Regions from separate parts of the Mus musculus genome. Here region 2 is linked to region 1. Evidence: chromatin contacts called from public HiCAR-type data. All regions are on one chromosome and are shown on one strand. The core of a region is the stretch at or near the end of the contact, and the rest is flanking DNA. Distances in the headings are between cores, read along the strand shown. Region 1 overlaps Gm39767 (a long non-coding RNA gene). Region 2 overlaps Apbb1ip (amyloid beta (A4) precursor protein-binding, family B, member 1 interacting protein).

The links. HiCAR-type assays count read pairs that join an accessible place to other places.
Region 2: a HiCAR-type map of Th17 cells shows a contact between it and region 1, with 15 times the contacts expected there. The contact joins two enhancer-like sites.

The regions. Positions count from the first base shown.
Region 1 is chr2:21,939,964-21,946,273 of GRCm38.p6, forward strand. The region is part of intron 2 of Gm39767 (a long non-coding RNA gene); the gene reads right to left. Among named protein-coding and RNA genes, the nearest start is that of Gm39767, 21 kb to the right of the region's middle. Within about 2 kb of position 3,103, at least 3 of the 459 cell types and tissues checked have an H3K27ac peak or open chromatin away from gene starts, as enhancers often do. A contact at or near this core is called in Th17 cells, where this site is marked.
Region 2 is chr2:22,805,478-22,812,208 of GRCm38.p6, forward strand. All of the region lies in intron 1 of Apbb1ip (amyloid beta (A4) precursor protein-binding, family B, member 1 interacting protein), which reads left to right. Among named protein-coding and RNA genes, the nearest start is that of Apbb1ip, 35 kb to the left of the region's middle. Within about 2 kb of position 2,029, at least 112 of the 459 cell types and tissues checked have an H3K27ac peak or open chromatin away from gene starts, as enhancers often do. A contact at or near this core is called in Th17 cells, where this site is marked.

The sequences.
Region 1 (6,310 bases), core at 1,853-4,352:
GATATTTGGCAACTTGATGTTATTGGAAGTGTTATACCTGTGACCTATTGAGATGGCTCAGAGGACAAAGGCACTTGTCACCAAGACTGATGACATGGGTCTAGTCACCCAAATCCACATTGTGGAAGGAGAGAGCTGACTCCTACAGGTTGTCTCTCTGACATCCACATGCACACTGTGACAAGTGCATGACACACACACACATACACCTGCAGATACATTCACATATACACACACTCGCACACACAGACACAGACACGTACACACTCATACACATGTATACATGCAGACACACCCACAAACATGTACACACACACACTTACACACATGTAAAAACATTCCTGTAAAGTGCCAAACCATGTGACTGTGCTCAATAAATTCTGTCATTGCATAAAGACACGCATGTGTTCATTCACATTTCACTCATGATGCTACCACAGCAGGTATCTGGAGCAATGGTCTTTTGGATGCCATTATCTGGGAGAGTGCTCTGCTCTGGTCTCTGGCCACTGCCCACACGTACTACAATGTAATGAATTCTATCTTCTACACTAAAGTAAACTTCCTTGGTGTTAGAAAAATAAAGAACAAACATCATATAGTGATCACAATAAATGCAAAAATGTAACAAGTAGTTGATAAGACTTAGTAAATAATCTTAATAACATCCTACTGCCCTCCACTTCACTGAGTGTGCTATTAAAAGAATCTATGATGAAAATTCCCATTTACATCTAGAAGTAAAAGAGAGGGAGGGGGAAACAAAGCAAAAAGATTTAAGCACACACATAAGGTATGTGCAGACACCATCATGCACTATTCCTCGGGAACCAGAAATGAGACATTACCACCAAATCCATTCAACATTGTACTGGATGGAAACAAAAAAAAAAGATGAAAATTAGTACTGGAGAGGTAGCCAGTGGTTAAGAGCCCAGTGATAGATTGCAAGCCCCTCTTCTGTTGAGGCTCGTTGGCCTATGGCAGCAAAAGTCTACTCATCAGATGGATATGGTGACACACACATGACGGAGGCAGAGGCAGATGGAGTTCTATTAGTCTGAGGCCAGCATGATTTAGATAGTGAGTTCTAGGCCAGCCAAAGGTACATAGGAAGACCTTGTTGCAAATAAATAAATAAATAAATATTTTTAAAATGTCCAGTTGTCACTTGGTCTTCTGTGGGTGCTTGAGTCTCTCATGCATTTTGAATGATAAAATATACTTCCAAGGTTTTAAAACTGTGTCCCAGAAAATGGACCCTGAATAAACGAGGTAGAAACTAGGAATGTTTGACAGTTGCTTTCTGCTCCTCCCTTCTCATTGAACTGCTTCAGATCTTCTAGCATGTGGTCTGTCTCACTCATGACCACTAGATGGCTCTCTACTCTAAAACTCTTGCATTGTTTCTTTTTCCACCAGGCACAATGTTTGCTTTGTTCTTCTGCTCCCCAAAAGTATTCAGAACACGTGATGAATAAGTCAACAGAGTAATATTTTAAGTAAAAAGAACATGTGTTACAACTGGAATTTTCTACTACATCAGAGCAAGAGTCCCAACCATGAATAAAAAAGGAAAAGCTGCCATCTCTCCCCTTGCTTCACTATAGCTCCCTTCACATTCCTTGTTAGAAGTTTGGTCCTGATATCTTCCACCGTTGTCCTCAGGTGGCAGTTTTGGAAAATGGATGAAATTAGGGAGAAGGAGACATTGGAAGTTTGGAAAGGCCACTTGGGGGAGTACTAATGAGTGATAACAAATAGGTATTGGGTAGCAGGTACTGGGTATTGGGTATTGGGTAGCAAGTAGTGGGTAGTGGGTAACAGGTATTGGGTAGCAGATATTGGGTAGCAGGTAGTGTGTGGCGGGTAGTGGGCAGTGGATAGTGGGTAGTGGGTAGCAGGTAGTGGGTATGAGTAGTGAGACCCAATCCATCCCTCTTTCTCTTTTCACTTCCAAGTTGTCATTAGGGGAGTGGTTTGGCTTTATGATTTCCCACTATATTTTAATATGCTCCTCTTCATAGGCCCCAAAGCAAGAACACTAACCATTCCTGGATAAGATCTTCAAACTTTTGAGCTAATACAAAGTTTTCAAGTTGATCGTTCTTGGATACTTTGTTATAACAATGCAAAACTGGTTAATACCTCTCTCTCTCTCTTTCTCTCTCCTTTTCTTCCCCCTTTCCATTCTTCTCCCTTTCTTCTTTTCTTTCCTTCTCTTTTTACAATATTCTCCCACCCCTGAGTGAATTACATTAAAAACTACTGCATCTCCATTTTTTAAAAATTTCTTCTGTTCATTGCCATTATTTACTTGTTTCTTTGAGACAGTGTTACAGATGGATCCTTCACTATTGAGCCACACCTTCAGTGTTTCCATTTCCTTATCTGTTGAAAGAAAAATTTACCTTATTTTTTAAATATTCAACGAGTAAGACATTTAGAGCCATACCCAAATTGTGGTGTGTGGTCAGTAAACATTAGTAACAATTCTAATGGTTTCTGTTACCATAAAGAGGAGCAAATGTAACACTAAAGAAATGAAACAAGGAAATTCTTGACTTACTATTGTTCTTTAATCTAGAAGCTTCTCCTTAAGATCTGTTTGGATTGAGTCATAGGTTTCCATGGTTAGACAGACCTGCATCCAGACTTACAGAGTCTGAGTAGATATTTTCCATAGCCCACTACAAGTTTCCTTGTGGCAAACCAGGAGAGAAAGGTAGTCTGGGTGTTTACAAACTTCTTAGAAACTGGTACAGGAATTCAGGATGGTCACACACACACACACATACACAGAGTAGTGCATTTAGAGTGGTAGGCTTTGAGGTCACCAACATAATACAAAGGCTTTCTGAATACAACCCCTGCTATAAAAAAAAAAAAAAAAGCGTGGTTTAGAGCTATGCTTCACCTTCCATTCTGCTTTGTTTGTCTCAGAACACCTGCTGCCCTTCTTCCATGTGCTTTCAAATTGTCTGAAAATTTGAAGAGTTTTATCTTGAGACAGAAATATCTTCCCCCACCTCCACCCCAAACCCTGGGAAGAGAGAGAGTGACTGCAAATGAATCACCATGACTTTACACCTGAACTGACCTCATTGTTAGTTCTAACTATTGGGAGCAACCCTGTTTGAATGTTAATTACCTTGTCAGTCATAAGTGCTTACTTACGAAGTCTTGGCCTTAGTGGAAAAGTACTCGCTTGGTTAAGATTTATGTGGTAAAAGTTGAGGCCTCTGGAGGAAAGTACTACCCCCAATTAAGAACAAATAACTATACATATTGTGGACAGGTACCTAGCAACTCTCTCTGTTCTGTTCCTCCTGCTGAACCTTTTATCTAGCCAATATCCTGCTTCTGGGAACAAGTGTGTTCCCCCAGAAACAAAGCAAATCTGTGTCATCCCCCTCCCCATATCCTGCTTCTATTGGGTATAAAACCTGCCTGGGAAAAATAACATTTGTCAGCTTGATCAATCAGACTTGATGTCTGTTCTTTGTGTTTCTTGTCCCCCATTCTCGCCACAGGTGGCTCCTCAGACACTGTTCATCAATTGCTCACAGGGGTCAACAACAACTCCTGTTTCTCAAGGCTAATGGATGGTGCTCCCTCCTATGATAATGAAGTCCTGTGAGGACTACAAGCTTCATTCTCATCTTCCTATTTATCTTCCTCCTCCTCCTTCATAAAACCTCACATAACCCAGGGTGACCTTCCTCCTCACTTCAGGGCTTACAGGTATATGCCATCTGCTTGGGTTAAATGAGCTACCTTAAAGCAATTCTTGTTGCCATAGTCTAGTTTTATATTTCCATTGTGTGGTTTCTCAATAAACCGCAGTCCTACACTAAATATGAAGCAGAAGCAAAGGCCAGCACTTACTTCCCTAATTCCTGACTGAAGGGATGTGTCTAGTCATGTCACAGCAGTGATATCACAGCTGGAGCCATAGAAGTGCCATACCTTCTCCACCAAGATACTCTAACCAGAACCACCCTCCTTGAGCTGCTTTTGTCAAGTATCTAGTCACAACAGCAAGAAAGTGACTAATACAACAGCGATCAGTCTGAGCCATTTCCAGGTAAGTCTGTCTTCTTAGAAATTTGTTTATCCCACTTTGATTATCTAGTATGTTGAAACACAGTTATTTATATTAATCCCTTACAATCATCTCTGGTTCTGTAGCATTAGTTCTGGTGTGTTCTTTCGTCCCTAATCTCAGTATCATCTTTTTCTTTCTTTCTTTCTTTCTTTCTTTCTTTCTTTCTTTCTTTCTTTCTTTCTTTCTTTCTTTCTTTCTCTCTCTGCTTAATTATTCAGTCTAGTGAATCATTTATCAATTTTGTTGATCCTTTAAAAGAGCCAAGATTTACTTTTGTCAAAATTTCAAACTATCTTAAGAAAAAAATAGATATTTGAAAAAATAAATAGGAGACAAAAAGATGAGCTGTTTCAGAGTTTCAGAGCTTGTACTGCTCTTGCAGAAGACTAGTACTCACATTAGATGGCTCCTAACTACTGGTAACTCCAGATCTAGGGACCCAACACCTTGTTCTGTCTCTACAGGCATTCACACCTACATACAGAGACAATATGCAATAAATAATTATTTCTAAATGAGAGATATAAAAGATAGCATGAAAAAATTGTTAGTAAAAGTTGTCTGCCATGACACACTGAGGGGTACACAGTGGATTTTACCAGATAAGACAAGATGAGATACTTCCAAAACTGAAAAGCACACAAGAGTATGAAACAGTTCCTAGCTCTTTTAATATGGCTAATAGTATCCCTTTATAATGTCATACAAATCTATCATAAAAAGGGAAACTGTATACCAATATCCCCAGGAATGGCACACACATCCTCAGAAATATTAGCAGACTAAATCCAACCATGCATGTTAAGGAGTAAGCATTATCTACCCAAATAGAATATCTACTTGTTACATGTAGAAATGAAGTGCCAGAACATGTTGCAGTTCAAGAAAAGCTAGACAGTATACCTTGTAATAGAAGCCAGAAGACCAAAGATTACTGCACACTTCTACCTATATAAAATATCCACAAAGATGTGTAAGAGCCTTTGTAGAACTGGAAGTAAATATAGAGATGAGCAATAAGTAAGGAAGTACCCAATACCCCCAAACCCAATAGTGAGGATGTCTCACAGGGACACAAGAGTTAACTGAAAGAGCTCTCAGTGCACGGAGCATGGATAACTAAACAGAGTCTGTAATGAAGTACTAGCCTGAAGCTCAAAACGAAAGTGAATACACACAAGCCTCTGTTGATATAAATTAGTAGGAGGAGATAGAGTAATTTCTCATTCCAGATGATCTGTGTTGTTATTAGGTCCCAATAAGGTGACTGCAATATAATGATCAATGGTAAGAAGAGGAAATAAACACTTCTATAATGGAAAACCCTGAGGTTCTACTGCAGATCAGGGTTAACATCATCAAAGGCAAGTCTTGTTCATAGTACTCTATTTTCACAGTCTTCCTGCCTAAAGGCCTGTTTATGATAAGAGAAACAAACTCAAGGACAGTGTAAATAGCCATAAACTATTCCTCCTGATGTCAGTGCCATCAGATTGAGGAGCCTGGAAACACTGGAGGAAGATGGTGAAATCAAGAGGACAGTGGACCTCAGGACTAACTAAATGTGATGCTGGATACTGGGCAGGATCCTAAGACAAAAGATGAACAGGCAAGCACAACAGAACTCTGAATCAAGAACAAACTTCAGACAATAATATCATGACACTGTCTCCTTAACTATGACCAATGTGCCTTAGTAGGATGTTCATAACAAGGGGAGTTAGTGTGGGTCATGTGTAAGCCTCTGTACTAGCTAGTTTTGTGTCAACTTGGCACAGGCTGGAGTTATCACAGAGAAAGGAGCTTCAGTTGGGGAAATGTCTCCACGAGATCCAGCTGTACGGCATTTTCTCAATTATTGATCAAGGGGGGTGGGGGGAGGTCCCACCTCTGGGCTGGTAGTCTTGGTTCTATAAGAGAGCAGGCTGAGCAAGCCAGGGGAAGCAAGCCAGTAAGGAATATCCCTCCATGGCTCTACATCAGCTCCTGCTTTCTGCCCTGCTTGAGTTCCAGTCCTGACTTCCTTGGTGATGAACAGCAGTATGGAAGTGTAAGCCGAATAAACCCTTTCCTCCCCAACTGCTTCTTGGTCATGATGTTTGTGCAGGAAAAGAAACCCTGACTAAGACAGCCTCCTACTACCTTCAAAGTACTCCCATAAACCTAAAGCATTTCTAAAATTAACAGTTTATTTTTCAGAAA
Region 2 (6,731 bases), core at 779-3,278, 860 kb after region 1:
TTGGTTGGTTTTGAGATAAGATCATTTATTGTATGTAGTACAGCCTGGTCTCAAACTCCCTATGCCTCCAAATGCTGATTTCAAACTCACAGTAATCCACCTGCCTCACTCTTGTAAGGCTTAAGGTTAATAGCATATATTACATGCCTGGTGCTAAATTAGTTTTAATGATTGATAGTTCAATAATTAGATGCTTTAGCCCCTATGTACTCCACAGTGAGGCCCCACAGCGAGGCCCCATTTGTAACTTCCTGTGTGGTTTCTTATTCTGCCAACCCTTCTTACTAAGGAGCAAGATGTGAGAGAACCACAGCCCTCAATCACTACACATGGCCAAGTACACACCACTCCCAGGGCTCAGGCAGCTGGGCTGGAACCACACAGGCATCAGTTCCCAGTCCTCCCAAAGCATTGCTTCCAGCTCTCCTCCCTAGCACAGAAGATGGAGTCTGAAGCCCATGGCATTCATCATAGGGAGGCTCCCACTAAAATCTGTGTAACACGGAGATAGGGAAAGCAGGCCTTAGCCCCACTCCAAGCACAAGGATGACAACCAGGATGATCTCCCAGAGAGAGAACAGTGATCCACACTGTTCTTCACACCTTTAGAAGAGGGTTCATGTTTCTTTGAAAAATACTTTTGCTCCATGATGGGTTGACTCTATGGATCTTGAACCCTCACATATGGAGGGATGACCCGCAACGTTAAATGCTGAATCTGATGATGGAACCGTCGCATGTGGTCATGTGAGATTCATTGGTAATCTTGACCCAGAGAGTAGGTGACATGTCAGGAACAAAAGTTGAACTGGGGTACATTCAGAAGGCAGCAGACCAAGTGTGAGCCAATGAATAAACTTGACTAGCCCCAGGAGTTTTGTTTATTGAACATCAATATGCCTAGTTTATCTACAAAGGCTGTCAATAAATATTTGCTGGATTTGTTCTTCAAAAAAATTCTAAACTGTGTTACAATTTTGTTTTATGTCACAAGAGATTCAAACTCAGAACAGTTCCCCATTCATTATATAGACATTCTAAATGTAATAAAGGGGGAACTTAAGAAACACCCCAAGGTTTAGAAGGATCTTTTCACACTCTGTATGTTCAACTGAAATGAGTCTGCAACCTGTGTCCCAGAGATCCAGAAAAGCCTTTCAGATGAGAGGATGGTAGAGTGTGGTACTCCTCTGACCTGGCCTGGTCTCCTTGTGCTCCATGATGCTTCCTTGATGAGTTGTGTTCAGTAACTTGGAGTCTGATTGAATCATCTTTCTTTTTGCCCCTGGGGAGCTTGGTCTGGCTGAGTGCCTGGCTCTGTTCACACAGAAGCAGGTTGGAAGTATGTACATTTGAAAGTCAAGCTCCTAGACCTGATGGTTCACACCTGTATCCCTAGCACTAGGGTGGTGGAGGCAGGAGGATTTTGAATTTGAGGTCAGCCGGAGTTACACAACCAGAATAGCTGAAAAATTAATTAATTGGTGTGTGCACTCATGTGTGTATACACACACATATCCTCTTAAAACTGTGGTAGCCCATCTCATTGCTCAGTGTGGAGTGTGTGTGTGAGTGTGTGTGTGTGCCCACACACATGCATATACACATACATGCCAACCTCTTGTTCTTTAAAGCAGCCTGTCAGTATTTAAGTTACTGAACGAAGTCATGCCATTCCCAAATGACTTTCTTTTTACAACTGTTTTTCATCTCACTGTCCCATGACATAATTGTGAAAGTGAGCTGTTGTGTTGGACGTTGGTACATGACCACACACAGAAGTACAAATGCAGTGTCCCTGCGAGTTTCCCCTGTGACAAGTGTGGTTAGTCTCTATTGTCTCATGAGCACAGTGACTGTCCAGCAATCTCAGGAGCTGGTTTTCATTCATCTCAAGCACACTGTGCAAAAGCAGGTCAAACAACTCCCCTGAATTCCTCTTAGTTCTTTGTCAAGTTATATTAGTTTGTCTTCTCTGTTACATTGGAGGTACCTCTGTTTCCTGTTTCACATTACCTTGGCTTCCTCCTCTGCCCCTAAACATTGCAGCAACCTTAAACCACGTGCTGTGCTGTTCTGTGAACCACTTCCTCTTCAGGAGAAGCTTTCATTACATTTTGGGGAGAAAAAAAGAAATTATGCTGAAAAAAAATTAGGTCAAGCTCAACAATGTAACTTGATCACCAAACATATCATAAAGGAACAACTTCATAACTTCTGCTGACATGTGTGTTCGGCTGGATTCTGCACTTTGTATTTCACACCAATTGTGACACCAGTCAGGTGTGACACCAACTAAATGTGACTGAAATTTTTTTTCTTTTTGAGACTAGGTCTCATTATGTCGCTGAGACTGACTGGAACTTGCTATGTAGTTCAGGCTTCCCTCAAACTTACAAATCATCTGCACCCATTTCCCAAGTGCCACCATACTGAATTTCACGGAAGTAGTTTCCAAAAAAGTTTGCTTCCTTTTAATCTATCTTTGTGGTATGTTCAGTTGTTCCTTGAAAAGCTATTATCAGCTGCCTATTTTTAAAGCTTAGAAATAATGAAGGCAGAAGAAAATTGTTGCTAAGAGAGCCTCAGATTTTTAAATGTTGTTTCTCATTAATTTTAATTATGACAAGCTGATTATAGACTCAAAATACTGTTCACCTGTAATGTAAAAAAATCAGTCTAACAATATAATCATCTTTTTTACCATCTTCTAACTGCAAAGATGGTATGTAAGCTCTAAATACTTAATCTTTGGTGTAGGCCCAGGATAATTGCAGTTACAGAAACCCACACAGGAAGTCTTACAGGGGTTAAGCCTCTAACCATGTAATGCATATTTATTGACTGCTCAACCTTGTTTAAGCACTGGGTACCTCAGTATTCTCTTTTGTAAAGTAAAGATTTATTTCTCATACTTTATGCTATGAATGTTTTGCCTATATGTATAATTTTGTACCATATGTGTGCTTGGTGCCCAAGAAAATCAGAAGAGGGCACTAGATTCCCTGGAACTGGAGTTACAGATGGTTGTGAGTAACCATGTGGGTGCTGGGAGTCAAACCTGGTAACAGGTGCTCATAACCAGTGAAGAATCCCTTCAACCCAAAGCTACTTCATTTTTACTTTTTAAAATAAGATGTATCATCTGCTCATGGCGTTAAAATGAGTTAGGAATAGCATGGGAACAATTCAGGGACTTTTTTTTTTCCTCCCTCTTTTTCTCTTCTTCTTCTTCTTCTTCTTCTTCTTCTTCTTCTTCTTCTTCTTCTTCTTCTTCTTCTTCTTCTTCTTCTTCTTCTTCTTCTTTTTAATTTTTCTTGGTTGGTTTTGTACTTTTCAGACAAGATCTCACTAAAGAGATCCATACTGACGTTGAGTTTTTCTTTCTGCTCCCTGAATAGTGGAATTAGACAAACCTGTATACACAGCCTGTTTCTCTGTTTGTTCTTTCACGGCAATAGAGACAAGGTATAACCATAGAGCTCAAACTGGCCTGCAATTGACTGCCTAAATGCTAAGTGACAGTAGCCTATATTATTTATTAAATGACAGCTTAGCAATTGATGACTTGTAAAACTGATTGGCCTGGGGTTGGCTTAGAAAAGTTAAACCCCTTTGCAGTGCCAGTCAAGTTGCTAATGTTCTCAAAGCAACTAAGACCCTTGGCTTAAAGCAAGCCTGTAGCTGTGACAGCAGCTAAAAGCAGGCATTTCTGGGCCTAGCTTGGTGGTTGAGAGTGTGCTTTTTCTGTGAACCAGTTCATAACTGCAACAGAGGATCTATCATCCTCTTCTGATATTTGAACACATGGGACAACATCTACACATACACATATTTTGTTAAAAAAATACACTTTAAAAAAAAACTGTTTAAAGTCAACTTCCTGTTTAATTGACCTGACAGTCAGGAAAGATGGGATTTGTTAAGCTCTAAGGATCATCAGGCACTGCCATGTTGCATGTCTGATGTGGTACCACAGGAACCATGTCAAGCATCTAGGCAGTGAGGTGGTAGGGAGCTTTGTGTATAGCTTACTAGCTGGATGGTAGCCCACATCTTCCTGTCTGGGATGGGGGTTAATCAGCAGGACAGTTTGGAAGACATAAATTGTAAGTTCTCATCCTTAGTAACTGCTCCCTAGTATTTTTAGTTCCCAGTAATCTGAAGAGTTCTAAGATAGTAACCAAAGGAGTCTGGTGCTGTTATGTCAAAGGCTGTGACTGCAGGCTTAAGGCAGGACTATATGAACTCTTACATAAATGCCACAGCAACTCTGTGAGATGTATGCTATTATTCCTCATTTTGCAGACAAGGACACTGAGGCACCAGGAAGTTAGATGCCTTCTTGAGGTGGTCGCTGAGGCCAGAATTGACTATATGCTGAGGACAAATGTCCAGTGGTTTTACTGACAGCATTGAACAGTTGACATGAAAGCTGGATTTTGAATAACTCGAATTTTATGAAGCATAAACAAAGGATATTATTTATAAGGAATGTATACACAGAGACTAAAAGAATGACACAAAGTCTATTCATATGGCATAAAGGGCCCTGCATAGCAAGAACTGAGCCTTAAGAAGTGGGTAGGAGAAGTTCCTGGAAGATTCTGAAGACACAGTGGGCACAGAGCTCCTCCACTCGCTCATGGTCAGCCATGGAAGGTATTTTAAGCAGGAATGTGACAAGTTCATGACTGTGTTTGAATTCAGTGCTTATGCTGTCATTGAGGACAGGAAGTCAGGGTGACTGGAAGCTGGACGAGCAGATAGATGAAGCTTTCAGCTATGGCCACGCAGTAAGAATGAGAGGAGAAAACATCCACTGGAAAATCCAACAGGATTTTCTGACTCGCCAGGTGGGAAAATGGAAGAGAAGAGGATCATACCAACTTCTAACTCAGACTAATGAGTGACAAATGGTCACCCGCCAAACCTGGAGTGTTGGGGTTGCAGAAGAAGAAATAGTGAGTGGGAGCAGTTTGCATGGAAATGCCCGAGGGTCTTTAAAATGGCTTCTATGGGCAGGTAGGATAATGGCTGCTCTGACTTGATTCAAAACCATGGCAGCATTTACTAAGTAAACAACAATGAAGACTGCATTCAAACTGAATTAAATGTGTGAAGTTAATCTAAGTATATGTCCTGTTGAACATATATATATAAACATAGTACTTGGATTTTCAAATATATGTAATTGAAGTTTATTTATGTGAAAAAGAAAAAGTCTTTGGGGTCAATACCTGAAGCTTGAGTTTGAAGCTGAAGAGATAGTTGAGCATTAGGAAAATTCCATGGCCACTGAGAAACGTCAGTTTAGCCTGAATGTGCCCCTCCTCCAGCACACCCTTCTTTCTCCAGGAGAGAAGAATAGTATAACTCTGGTAAAGTACTACTCCAGTTTTCCTTTAACCAACAATGTGATATTCTTCCCAAGGCACAAAAAGAACCCAGAAATAACAGACTCATGAAAAGATGTTGACTCCACCCAGTCCTGGTGTGAACATGGCTTGTTTTGCAACGCAGCGCCTCATTGCAACAGCTCCTCCACCCCAGCTGTTGGCTGCTAACCCCAATAACACATTCAGCCTCATGGTTGGGCGTTCTCTCCTTTGACCTTTGGAAAGTACCACACATGCACAGCCTCATGTCCTCATACTTGTGTGTGTGTGTGTGTGTGTGTGTGTGTGTGTGTGTGTAAATGTGAACTGTCTGTGGCTCTTACCCATCCATTCCAGAAATACGGTTTTCTTGAAGGAAAGGATAGGTGTGTAAGATGATTGAATTTACAGACTAACAAAACTTTAAACCTAAAAGGAGGGGAAAAGCTCTTAAAACTATGAATTCTCTACTACACTAAAATCCTATCATTTTGCTCACTGAGGCAGAAGGATCCCAAGTTCAAGGCTAGATAGACAACACAGTAATACTCTTGTACTCCTGAATCCAATGTCTGATTTACCAAAAATCCAAAAGATTTTAAATGTAACTTGTTAAACGTTATATTTACAACTGTATATTTCCAGCAGAATTTTGATGAGGACATCATCTGAGAAGCCACATAGAGAGTAGTAGGGGCAGGGGAAGAGAGAGCAGGGAAAAGGCAGGGACAGGGGTCAAAGGGGTGTGCTGTCGGTCTGAGTTATTTCCTCTTGGGTGAGTAACTTGCTCTCTCTCATTCGTTACCCAGTGTGCATCAGTAGTGTATGCAGACTGAGAAACCAGAGTCTCAGCCTAAAGGGAGGGTGAATTGCTGAGTCATAGATGTTACATTGCTTTAGTTTAGTGCTTTTTCCGGTCACGGGTTTAAGAGAGCGTATGGATGGTAGATCCTTACTACCTATACATCCTTTGCTTCCTATGAATTCGTTGTAACGTAGATTAGTAGCTTATAATGACAGCCAATACATATACTTTATATTCTCTGAATAGGTTGTTTTGTCTCATTAATGCAATTTTTTGCTGTTAATAATAATTTATCAGAAGGATTCCTTTAATTCTCACATTGCCTCTAATAAAATAAACCTCTAATAAAATAAACTTACATGAGCAACTGTGTAATTTTATTATTTATTCTGCTAGTTTTTCCTCATTAAAGTAATGCATGAAAAATCCATTCTAGGATTTTTGAATAGCATTATATTTTTACAGACAATCTGTTAAAACATAAATATTTTATTCACTTACATATTTTCCTCCATTTTCTAGGAAATTTGAAAAGCAAAGCCTATTAG